Regions from separate parts of the Cricetulus griseus genome. Here region 1 is linked to region 2. A link is a contact called in public Micro-C data. All regions are on one chromosome and are shown on one strand. The core of a region is the stretch at or near the end of the contact, and the rest is flanking DNA. Distances in the headings are between cores, read along the strand shown.

Evidence for each region. Hi-C and Micro-C count contacts between places; a contact is called where the count stands out from the background.
Region 1: a Micro-C map of the CHO-K1 cell line shows a contact between it and region 2, with 5 times the contacts expected there. The contact joins the promoter of Snai2 here to the enhancer-like site in region 2. A contact is called at or near these places in 5 of 8 Hi-C or Micro-C datasets (the CHK-Q cell line, the CHO-K1 cell line, fibroblasts and 1 more).

What each region holds. Positions count from the first base shown.
Region 1 is chr4:74,749,879-74,755,685 of CriGri-PICRH-1.0, reverse strand. Snai2 (zinc finger protein SNAI2) reads left to right here and starts at 2,735. Exons shown (of 3, transcript XM_035444768.1): 1 at 2,735-3,221; 2 at 3,856-4,401. The coding sequence starts at 3,143. It overlaps LOC100772567 (vomeronasal type-2 receptor 116-like), which reads left to right. Exons shown (of 9, transcript XM_027413392.1): 9 at 2,467-2,824. The coding sequence ends at 2,824.
Region 2 is chr4:74,156,941-74,162,732 of CriGri-PICRH-1.0, reverse strand. No RefSeq gene overlaps it. Among named protein-coding and RNA genes, the nearest start is that of Ube2v2, 260 kb to the right of the region's middle. Within about 2 kb of position 3,297, at least 2 of the 6 cell types and tissues checked have open chromatin away from gene starts, as enhancers often do. A contact at or near this core is called in the CHO-K1 cell line, where this site is marked.

The DNA.
Region 1 (5,807 bases), core at 1,486-3,985, 590 kb before region 2:
TCCAGATACTACATGCAAACCAATGACTTTTTATCACTTCACACTGTTCACAGTTATTAACAGCCCAGCCACATGATGTAGTTGCAAAGAAATATGGTTTATTTCAGGGCACAGCACTACATGGGATGTTTCAATACTTTAAGGCCTGGAAGTACCACTGGATAATAAATTTCATTTCCTTAATATTGCTGGCAGCTTCTACTCTAATCCTGTATGTATGAAGACCTAAGTGTGCATAAAGTAAGTACCAGTTTTTCCTCTCAAGCATTTTTCTGATGGAAGAATATGACTGTGTCTTTCCTGAAAAAAAGAAAAAAAAAAAACGGAAATTACAGCCATAATAAAGAAAGACCCCAGGAATCCCTAGAGCCTTTCAGGAAAGATCCAAGCCATCCTGGTCAGTTTGCCCAGAAAGTAGAGGAAATTGGAGAATGAGAAAATGAGATGAACTTTCTTGAGTCCCATCATACCCAGGAATCAGTTCCATTCAAAATAGGTCAAGATTACCTTCCAGTGGGCTTAAGCCTGCAAAAGAGTTATGAGGTCCACTACAAAAGATCATTACATTTTACAGTCTAAGGTTGAGCTTCCTTAACTTACCTGGTATCTCTAGCTTCCCTTGGTTGTGGTTCTCCACAAGAAGTATCTATCTCATAAGTGGCTTCTCTAAGCTGCCTAATTAAGGATCAACAGTTTCTCTCCTGCCTAGGTCTAATTCCTTGCATTAGCAAAGGCTACTTGCCACTAACACATTCTCTCTCTCTCTCTCTCTCTCTCTCTCTTTCATCTCTCTCTCTTTCATCTCTCTCTCTCTCCTTTTATATGAATTCAGAACGAAATATTTAAAATATTGTGATGCTGTCTAAGCAAAACAAAATCTTTCAGTCAGTGACCAAAGCCATCACCCTCACCCATAGAAGCCCAGTATCTGTCTGCAGGGAGAAAAATCAGTTCTGTGATACTAGAATCCTCACAGCTACAGCTGGCCTTCCATCCTTGCTTTTTTTTTTTTTTAACTACATCAGGTTAACTAACACTAATTGTCCACTACTGCACCTGAGCAGAGCACCCATTTAATGTGATTTATGTCATCATCAGCCCATGGACTCTCCCCTGCTGACAAGTGGAACAGACCTCACCCGTTTAGCTCAAACCTGGCTCTATGGTGTAGCTAACCTTAAGCAGAGTTTGAAGTTCACAGGCTCTTTACAGGAATAAGGATATGAACATTTGCTGTCAACAGTAACTCAGGCCCCAGGCCTAGGTCACTGGGCATAAAGCTTGGCTGCTTTGTGCATTTGTGGTTCTAATTCAAGGGTTTTTGTTTTGTTTTTTTTCTTTTCTTGTTTGCTTTTGTTTTTCAACCACAATGAATTACTACTAAATTTTTAAATAGATATCAAGAACTCATTTTAGCAGGTTATCTTGTGTGTTATAATTACTTGTAAATAAATACTTAAATATCCTTTCACATTCCCAGTTGTCCTGTGGTTTTGTGCTCTCTCAATGATATTAGATCTCTAACAAACCATGTGTTTTGCTAGAAATTAGGTGGCAAGGGAAAGAAGATTTCTTGCTCTATAAAGCAGGTGACTGAATATAAACAAACCCACTAAGAAGACGACAATTCAAACTCCAGCTCTGATCCGCCTGGGGGAAAATCTAATGGATTTTGGTGTTTTCCTGTCTCCTGAAGATTCAGTTTCCTTCATATAAGGATTCATACAAACTCCTTTGTGTGTTTGACATTTAAATCAGTGCCTGTTGGAAGGAGAAAGGGAATCGTTGAAATTAGCCCAGGAAGTCTGCGTGTTTCCTTTTCCCTCACCCACACACTCCTGTTTTCTCATCCTCAGATTAAGAAGTTATGCTGCCTGACAATGCACTTTTCTCTTACAAGTCTCGACACCATCGGTGCTATTCTCTTTTATCTATTTTCTTCCAGCACCTGTTAGAAAAAAAAGTCAGTAGTCTTCGGGGGGGCGTTATTTCTATGGTTTTGTTGGGAAGGGAAGGGATAACACTGAAATTAACAAGAGTTGTCTACGGATATGGCGAAAACTGCTGTTTTAAAATGAGTCACATCGGAGCATTTTTTTAGACCTATCCCTGTATTCAAATGCAAGTGATTGGCTGACTACTGGACTGTCTAAGCTGTCAGTCAAGTAGCTGGCAAAGTAACCCTTTTGCATCTTTTACTTAAAACCAGGAAAGTGGCGGGGATCAGGGGTCGGGAGGGGTGTTGAAAACTCCTACCAAAGAAAACACCACTAAATTAAAACAAATACTTTTAAAGAAATGTCTGTAGAGATTCACATTTTTTTTTCTTTTACTAAAGCACCATGTGTCTTAAAGGGAGGAAGTCTTGTTCACATGTCTTCATGAGAGATTTCCGTGCTTCTTCCAGAGCTTGCCTATTGTGGGAGTCTGCCCAAGCCTTCCCTTTTAATCATTGCTCTCTTCCAGTTCCTGGGATAGGCTGCTAGGCATTCCTTTCAAGCGGCTAACGCAAGACCAGCGAGTTAACTTTTCGGTGCGCGGTCCTAGAGCTGGCCAGACCTGCCTCAGCGGGCTGATGGGCGCCTTAACCTCCCTTGTACAAAAAATCGGGGCCATCATGGGTCCGTGTGCAAATAAACCCCCTCGAAGTGCTACTTCCAAATATAGGCTCTCCGGTCACCAAAGGCTCCACGGTCCCGTGGGCGGCCCTTACTTCCCGCCCACCCCGCGCCCGACAAGGCCCACATCTGGAAGCCAAGTCGTTCGCGGTCTGCTCGCCGGAACGCCTTCCCGCAATGCTCAAGAACTGAAATTTCCTCTTTGAAAACATTTAATGTATTTTGAGCCTCCACTGAAATGCCTTGAATAGCCCACTTTCAACCAGAATTTAGTCTGACAACAGATTCTTCCTCTGTTCACAGCTGTCCCAGAAGGAGGAGCTGAAATCCGAACCTCTCAGCTGTGATTGGATGCTTCTAGTAAAAACCAGGGAGAAAACCCCACCCAGCCCTGAAGAGCTCAGTCGGGCAGGGAGCCGGGTGACTTCAGAGGCGCCCGCTTGTCCCACGCCGCACCTGAGCCGCCGCGATGCTGTAGGACCGCCGCCTGGACCGTTATCCGCCCGCGCCCGCCTGCCGCCACCATGCCGCGTTCCTTCCTGGTCAAGAAACATTTCAACGCCTCCAAGAAGCCCAACTACAGCGAACTGGACACACACACAGGTAAAAATACGCTCTGCAAATCTGCGCGATTGAACCGCGGTTCCACGGCTTTACTCTGCACACATTGGGCTGCTTTCCTTTAAATGTTGTCCTGAAACAGTGCTTTCAGTCTCTGGATCACTTAGAGTAAGTTTTAATTCAAATCTTTTGAGCGTTTTCCTTACAAGGAAAGCCTCCTTCCGGTAGTGCGGTGTGGTTCTCACTGTATAATGAGTGCTCTGCAATGAGCACACCCTTCCCCCGAGGCTGAGCTGTTACCTTGGGGAGCCAGGAACTGCAAAGCAGCTGGATTCCTGCATGCCATTGCCCCCACAGTAGAAGAGCCCATGCATGAAATGGAAAGCAACTCTACAGAAAGTTTTACAATCGTGTCTAGCTCTTCTTTATAAATGAGTACTGTAAGGCTCGTCCAGAATCCCCGATAGGAAGAGCCAGGGTAACTGTCAGCTTGCACAAGGACATTAAGCCCGGATGAAAGGAATGTTTCGTCATTCTGTGTATCCTTGTGAGGGAGTCTGTCTTCACTATGGAGTCTTGTGTGTATTGTTATGTGCTGTCTCAGACGGTGTACGTGTATTTTAAAAAGTATTTTTGCCTTAATTTTCTCTCCTTTTTCTCAATTTCTTTCTCCTAGTGATCATTTCCCCGTACCTCTATGAGAGCTACCCCATGCCTGTCATACCAAAACCAGAGATCCTCAGCTCAGGAGCATACAGCCCTATTACTGTGTGGACATCGGCAGCTCCATTCCACTCCCCTCTGCCCAGTGGCCTTTCTCCTCTTGCTGGATACTCCTCACCCTTGGGGCGAGTAAGCCCCCCTCCTCCATCTGATACTTCATCCAAGGACCACAGTGGTTCAGAGAGTCCCATTAGTGATGAAGAGGAAAGACTGCAAGCCAAGCTCTCAGACCCCCATGCCATTGAAGCTGAGAAGTTTCAGTGCAATTTGTGTAATAAGACCTACTCTACTTTCTCTGGGCTGGCCAAACATAAGCAGCTGCATTGTGATGCCCAGTCTAGGAAATCTTTCAGCTGCAAGTACTGTGACAAGGAATATGTGAGCCTGGGTGCCCTTAAGATGCACATTCGGACCCACACATTGCCTTGTGTCTGCAAGATCTGTGGCAAGGCTTTCTCCAGACCCTGGCTGCTTCAAGGACACATTAGAACTCACACAGGTAAGAGGAATATGTAGCAAACAATGCCTCTCAGCTCAAACAATTGTGTGTTGGGGCTGTCTGTGGGGTGCCTTGACATAGTGACAGGGGGTGCTTTTCATGAGGTGAACCACTGGTAGCTGCTTCCTGGCTGTTCAAAAGCTTGTTAGAGTAGCAGGTACTCCATTCCTTGCTAACAGCTTCGGCTCCTGAAACTGTAAACAGCATTTAGACTTTGGAAAGTACATGTAGAGGTTTGGTCTCAAAGATCAGTTAGAAAGCAGGAGTGAGGCACTGGATGTGTATTCTGCAGAACTGCCTCCGGTAGTCAGCAAATACAAATGCCTGGATCCTAGTGTTGATTGGATAAACAATCAGAGGGGTTTCCCATAGTTTTTTGGCTCTGTCTACACTGTGAAATGTGTCAACTCTTGACTCATTAAGTAGTAGATGGAACTCAATTTGATCTAGTTTTTTGATTTGCTTTTTGTTTTGGGTTTGTTGTAGTTGTTGTTTCTTGCTGCTGAATTTTTTTAAAATTCTTATCACAAAAGCATATGAGGGGAGTCTTGGCATTAATAGAGCCATGGTCGTCACACAGAAAGAGGAGAAATACTGGGAAGGTGGGAATATAGTCATCATACCTGCACCTGTTGAAGCAGAAACCCTGATCAAGAGAAAGCCCTTTAACTCTGAATTACGTCTGCATGTCTGGCAGAAATAAAGCTATTTGGTTGGTATTTTTTAAGGAAATTTTGGTTTTAAAGGCCTGATAGGAATATAGCTGCCTAACACAGGGGAGGGAAGGGTATAATCAGGCTAGGCCAATTCTCATTCTTTTGATAAAATACTGTTGATATTCATTAATGTTATTTGACTTTGTGGCCATAAAAACACTGACTGTAATTTTTTTCCCTTACCTCCACAAACCAGGGGAAAAGCCTTTCTCTTGCCCTCATTGCAACAGAGCTTTTGCAGACAGGTCAAACCTGAGGGCACATCTGCAGACCCACTCTGATGTAAAGAAATACCAGTGCAAAAACTGCTCCAAAACCTTCTCCAGAATGTCTCTTCTGCACAAGCATGAGGAGTCTGGCTGCTGTGTGGCACACTGAATGGTGCAACCAGTGTTTACTCGAACAGAATGCATTTCTTCACTCCAATGCCAAATGCCAAATGAAAGTCCAAAGCCATTTTCTCTTGTGCTTACCTACCAAATATGTATAGATACACACAAGAGCGACACACACACACACACACACACACACACACACACACACAAAACTATAGGACCGAATCTATTTGCTTAAAAATTAATCCTTTCTATGTGAAGTTTAAAATTATATTTACTGACAGCTAGATTGAAAGACGAAAAGACAAGAACCTTTCTCTTTAAACATGAAGTGAAAAGCACATCGCATCTTTTC
Region 2 (5,792 bases), core at 2,048-4,547:
CTGGATCTAGGGGCCTGGATGCTCAACTTTAACTGAAGGATCTGACCTCCCTTTCCCCAGCTAGAACACCACAGCAATGAATACAGACTATGTCAAGTCATATGGTAAGTGAAAGTTCTGAGATCTTCACACACACACACACACACACACACACACACACACACACACACACACACAATCATCTTGTAAAAAGTTTTGTTATCCCCAATAGGAAAATCTGCAGACTCTAGTTACTCTAGCTCTGCCCATTTGAAAGGACGGTGGAAATTTTCCTGGACACTGGAGTGTTGGCCATATACAAACTGGCCAGAGCCAAGTCCTCATTAAAATTTACACTCAAATGTTCATGCTAACAAGGAAGGTGAATTGTAAACCAAATGTATCCAAGTAAAAACCTATGCGAAATGCCAAATCATCACTTTTGAACTTCATGGTGCATTGTAAAATGATTTTCAAAATGTTTGAGATCATAGCATTTTATTTGTTGACATTCTTTTTTTCTTTCCTTTCCTTTTTATGTTTTTTTTTTGGGGGGACAGGGTTTCTCTGTTTAGCCCTGCTGTCCTGGAACTCTCTCTGTAGACCAGGCTGGCCTTGAACTCACAGAGATCTGCCTGGGATTTAAGGCTCTTACCTCCACTGCCAGCCTATGTTGACATTTTTTTTTTTTTTTTGGTTTTTTCCAGACAGGGTTTCTTTGTGTAGCTTTGGAGCCTATCCTGGCACTCGATCTGGAGATCAGGCTGGCCTCGAACTCACAGAGATCCGCCTGCCTCTGCCTCCCGAGTGCTGGGATTAAAGGCATGTGCCACCAATGCCCGGCTATGTTGACATTTTTAATAGGACAGAAAGAGCAGAAAGTGGAGAATGTGTTGGGGAAAGGTTCGAAAATGTGTGTTTTGCCCAGAACTGCTCACAAATGGGCCCGAGTAGTCAGCATTCATGAACCATGACTACAGGACTAGAAGACGACTCTGAAGAGCATGGTCATTTGAATCACATGGTACATTTCATGTCTGTTTTACTCTGCAGAAGCATGACACCTAAGTAGAAAGGCTGACTGCTTAAGGAAGGACCATTCTCACACAGTGAACATGGCAAATATTGCAATAGGCAGCAACTGCAGAGAAGCCCCTAAATCTATGAGCTAGTGCATTCTTAGACTATCAGTAAGGATAGCCTTTCCTGAAGCTAACCCTTCTCTTCCTCTCTCATCTAGGTTGCCCTAGGAAGATATTTCTGCAAAGGAAATTCTGCTCATTTCCATGGGATAAATGTTCCCATCATAGTTGATTTTGAGCCAGCAGTGGTGTGATGACTAGGTGGCAAAGCTCCCGTTTGCTTAACAATTGAATTCCCTCTTGAGACAAATCCAGTGGACACAACACTGGGCTATGTCTTGTACATTCAACCCAAATATACTCAACAACTGACCGCTACTTCTCATCTCTCCTGACGCCTCCCATGCTTAGTCCCCACAATCTCTCACCCATATCCTTGCAACTGCCTCCTTATCAGCCTCCTACAGAAACCATTCTAGCTACCCATGGCTCGGTAACCTCTGCTAGACTGACAGCTACAGTACTTTCACTGAGGGCCTGCTCACTGAGGGATGGGTTCACCATCTGACCCACCTCTGCATTCGCTCTGGTCACTCTGTCACCACACCACCTCCTCAATGTTCCTACCTCTCGCTCTACAGCATGGCTACTGTCACCTACCATCTCTGACACTGCTTCTTTATAGTCCCCATGTATTGGCTCCCAGCTTAGCCTCCTGTTAGAGCTCCATGAGTGTGCCATCCAATATAACCATCCCCCTCCTTTCTTCACTCCCCCCTATGGAATGCACACATTGCACCATCAATGATATTATTTTGTGTCTCTTCCCACTAACTGTTTCTTCCTTTACCTTATGATTTTTATCTACTATGTTCACTGGTGTATCCCTACCCTAAAACAGTATTAGGTGTTATATTTAGTGAGTGAATAAAACCCAGAGCTAGTTTGAGTAAGTAATACCCAGTAGTACCTGCCTTTTCTCTTAAGTGCTCCCTACTTTGTCTTGTTTTGTGAGAATGGGTCTGGCAGGCCTAGAATTTGCTACTTAGACAAGGCTGGCCTCAAATTCACAGAGATCAATCTGCCTTTGCCACAGGAGTGCTTTAGACAGTACAATATTCTCTCTGGCCCACTGAGTACCATCTTAGACAAGGCACATGTACTAGCTATAGAACATCACTTGGATCCTGTCATCCGGGTAATTCCTTCAAGTAGAAGCAGAAAGATTGAAATATGTCCAAATGTGTCCATAGAATTCCCGTTCATTCACCGATCATGTTAATTCCAACTCGGCCAGTAGGAGAAAATGGCTACCCAACTTTACCAAAAAGACTAACTCCAAGGGAAACAGCCAGGAGCCCTCAATAAGAGGCTTACAGGCTTCCTTCCCCAGAATTCATAATAGCACATCAATCAACAGGCCTCTTGGAGACTCAAGGAGTCTCCTCATTCACTAGTGCTCTGGAACTCAGCACTCTTATGGCCGTTCTCTGTTCTCAGTCTTGATTGTAGCAGGACTTTACACACGAATTCATGCAGGTCATTATCCCCTCTACCCAAACCACCGTTTTCAATAGGAGTGGCAGATGAACTTCATTACACAAAATAGAAATGATATTAAAATTGTGGGATACTGTAGAAAGTAATTTAACGAAAAAATACAAAACCATTGTCAGAAAAATAAAAGCAAGCTCCGGTGATGTCAACTGCGGGCCCCTTAGGAAAAACCCTCTTCCAGAGGACAGCGTTTCCAAATACTGGGTCCTCCTGGGTGTGACTCCTCTGAGAAGCTTTTGTGGGCCACAAGCCTCCGGCAGTTGGGCTGCATTAGCTACGGATTATGAGACCTCTCTGCAGGCCCCACCCCTGCACTGGTCCCTGGGAACCTGGCTGGTTTCCGGATCCACAGCCTGCGTGGAGCCCCACCCAGGAAATGGGATCAATTTGGTTTGTCTTCGAGGGCCGCTGCACTCGGCCGCTCTGTTCTCACTGTGGGCACGGAATCCATGTGCATGGTAATGCTCTGGCATTCCTCTTCCTTGACTGCGAAGTGCAAACCGGCAGCTCGGCATCGCAAGAGTCACGTTTGACCAAGTGGGCCTTGAGAGCACTCTGTGTCCTTTGTTGGCCTAACCGGCGAACGTGAGACCCGCCACGCCTTGTTACCCACTCTGGCACAGCGTCTCTTTTGTGCTGTATGCTCCTGCACAGTGCTACTTGTGGGCTGTCCTAGCTCATGGAAACGCTTTCGGTCTCTGAGCTGTCAGCTGGACAGATGTGGGCCGACTGGCAGCAGTGACATCTAGTGGCTCCAGAAGGTATCTTAAACTAAGAAATGTATTCCCCTCCCCTTCCTCCAACTCTGCAGGGATTAGAAATTTAGAGCACCCTAGTGTGACCCCAGACAAGGAGATGTTTCCAAGACTTTTTTTAAAAAAAGAGACCGATTGGTCTCATCAGCACTTTCGCAGGCACGTGAGTCGGACAGAATAGAGGAAGGAACTGGTTGTTACTGAGTAGCCCGCAGTCATCCACACTGAGGTCTTCATTCTCAGGTGCAGGTGCTGTAGTCTGTAATTTAGATAGTTCCCTCCTACACTGGCTGATGCTCCCAAACGCAATTACAGTGCTCAGGAATCCAGCCGAGATAAGGAGAGTGTACTTTACACAGTTGCAGTACTGAATTAACATGTAGGAGTCAACTTGGAGCCCTATGTGCACAGCTTCTCAGAATCTGTGCCCAAAGAGATTGAAAATTTGGGTTTAGTTATATTTGTCCAGTTATTGGGTGAAGAATTGTTCATCTGTCTCCATACGGAGAATAGTCACTAGAAAACTTAAAGCTCAAACAAATAAGCATCAAGAAACACAGAAACATCATTTCTGAAGTGCCAGCTCACCAATTGGACGTGTGTGTATTTGGCATAGTAAAACCAGCACAATTTACCCAGCATAATTCGAAACCCTCTTGCCAAAGGGTACTGCCACAGGGAAGGCTTACATACAAGCTGACCCCTGTGCTTGAACATAGTGTTTTGATGCAAAGTTCTTTGGGTCTTGGTTTTGAGGGATGTTGGTGTTACAAGTATGAAAGCAGGTGAGTGGGACTTTCATTCTCTCCCTCATTCTGAAACTATAAATCTTAGTCATGAGAATAATAGCAATGGGGCACTTCACATGATTTAATAATGAGTATAATGAGAATCTACTTTTATTTAAGGGAGAAAAAAAAAGACAAAACCTAGATACCCTGTCTGAATGAAGAAAAGACCAAAAAGGGTTCTGTTTTTGGTGCTTCCAACATGGAACACACTTTCAGATTGTTAGTTTCTCCCTCTGATGACCTCGGCTCAGTTCCCTGCACTCTCATCCAGCTGGTTGTTTATGGGAACCACCTAGTAGGTTAGCTATCAGCCCTGTGGGTCAAGTGTGCCCCACACTGAGTCCCAGCAAGAACAGGGTGTGCCTGTAATCAATGGGACCTCAGAATCCTCGAATAAGTAAGCAAAGACCTAAGCCCAGAGGAGAGAATGTTGCAGTCAAGACTTCCTAACCATTAGCATTTCAGCCAAAGTAATTTTAAAAAGCTTTTACTAAAGCAGACAGAAAGTGTCTCATTTGTACGTCCTGCTCAGGTGTGGGGTTAGCCGAACAGGACACAAAAGATGCTGTAAGATGGGAGTCACATAGAAATCCCTTCAGTGGCAATTCCATTGCCTCCCCTATCTACAGGAGCCTGAATTGGTGGTCCTGAACACTCTCCTCCCATGGCCAGCAGCCAGAATGGATTATCATCATCTTGGGGAGCTAGGGCATTATCATGTTGCTAAGAAGAGTTGTATTTGCATAGCAGTGTGCAGAAACCACAGCACTTGGCCTTACCCTGATGAAGCCCCTAGGGCTGAGAAATTCCTGCTTGTGTGTTGTTTTTTTTTTTTTCTCCTAACTGTAAAAACAGAACATAGACCGCAGGTCATTTCAGGGAAATAGAGAACTGAATAGAAGTAAATTCCATAACTCATACCTCAAAGATCAGCACCCACAGAAGCCCCAGGGCTGTGAGGGATCAAGTCTCCCCCTACAGAAAAGTTAGAACTATCCCCCTTCACATACCCAATCCACACTCATAATACACACACACACACACACACACACACACACACACACACACACACACACACAGAGACACGCAAACGGTGTTCTGGAACATCATTATGGGAATGACTCAGAAGAAAGATGTGCTACTCAGTGAATCCCAGCAGAGCTCAGCTTTTCCTGGGAGGTCTTCTTAGGAAGGACAGTCCAAGCCTTCCCCCTGAAGCTAATGAGGTCATCTCCCTGGGCAAGGTATGGATAGGCTCCTTAGGCTCTGTCTGAAACAGGAATGGCTCCTCTCTTCCTGCCTCCAGGCTGTATTGGCTGCACTGGCTGTTTCCTTTCCTCTACCCAGAAACCCCTTCTCTCTCTACCAGCGAAACCCCATTCTGCCAAGACCCAGGTGTCTACTACCTAAGTCGTAAGGTTCTTTGTTATGGTGTAAGTTTCACTCCCAAAGAGTCTGGAATGCTATGGTGGAAGTTCTACCCAAGCCTCCCTCCCCCAGAGATACTCAAGACCACTCCCACAGGTTGTTTAAACTGCACCCCCGCCCCAAAAATAGATGTGTGATTTTCCAGTCTTTTCTAGTCTCTGTTTCCCATCTCCTCTCTGGGGAGTTGGCAAGCCATAAGG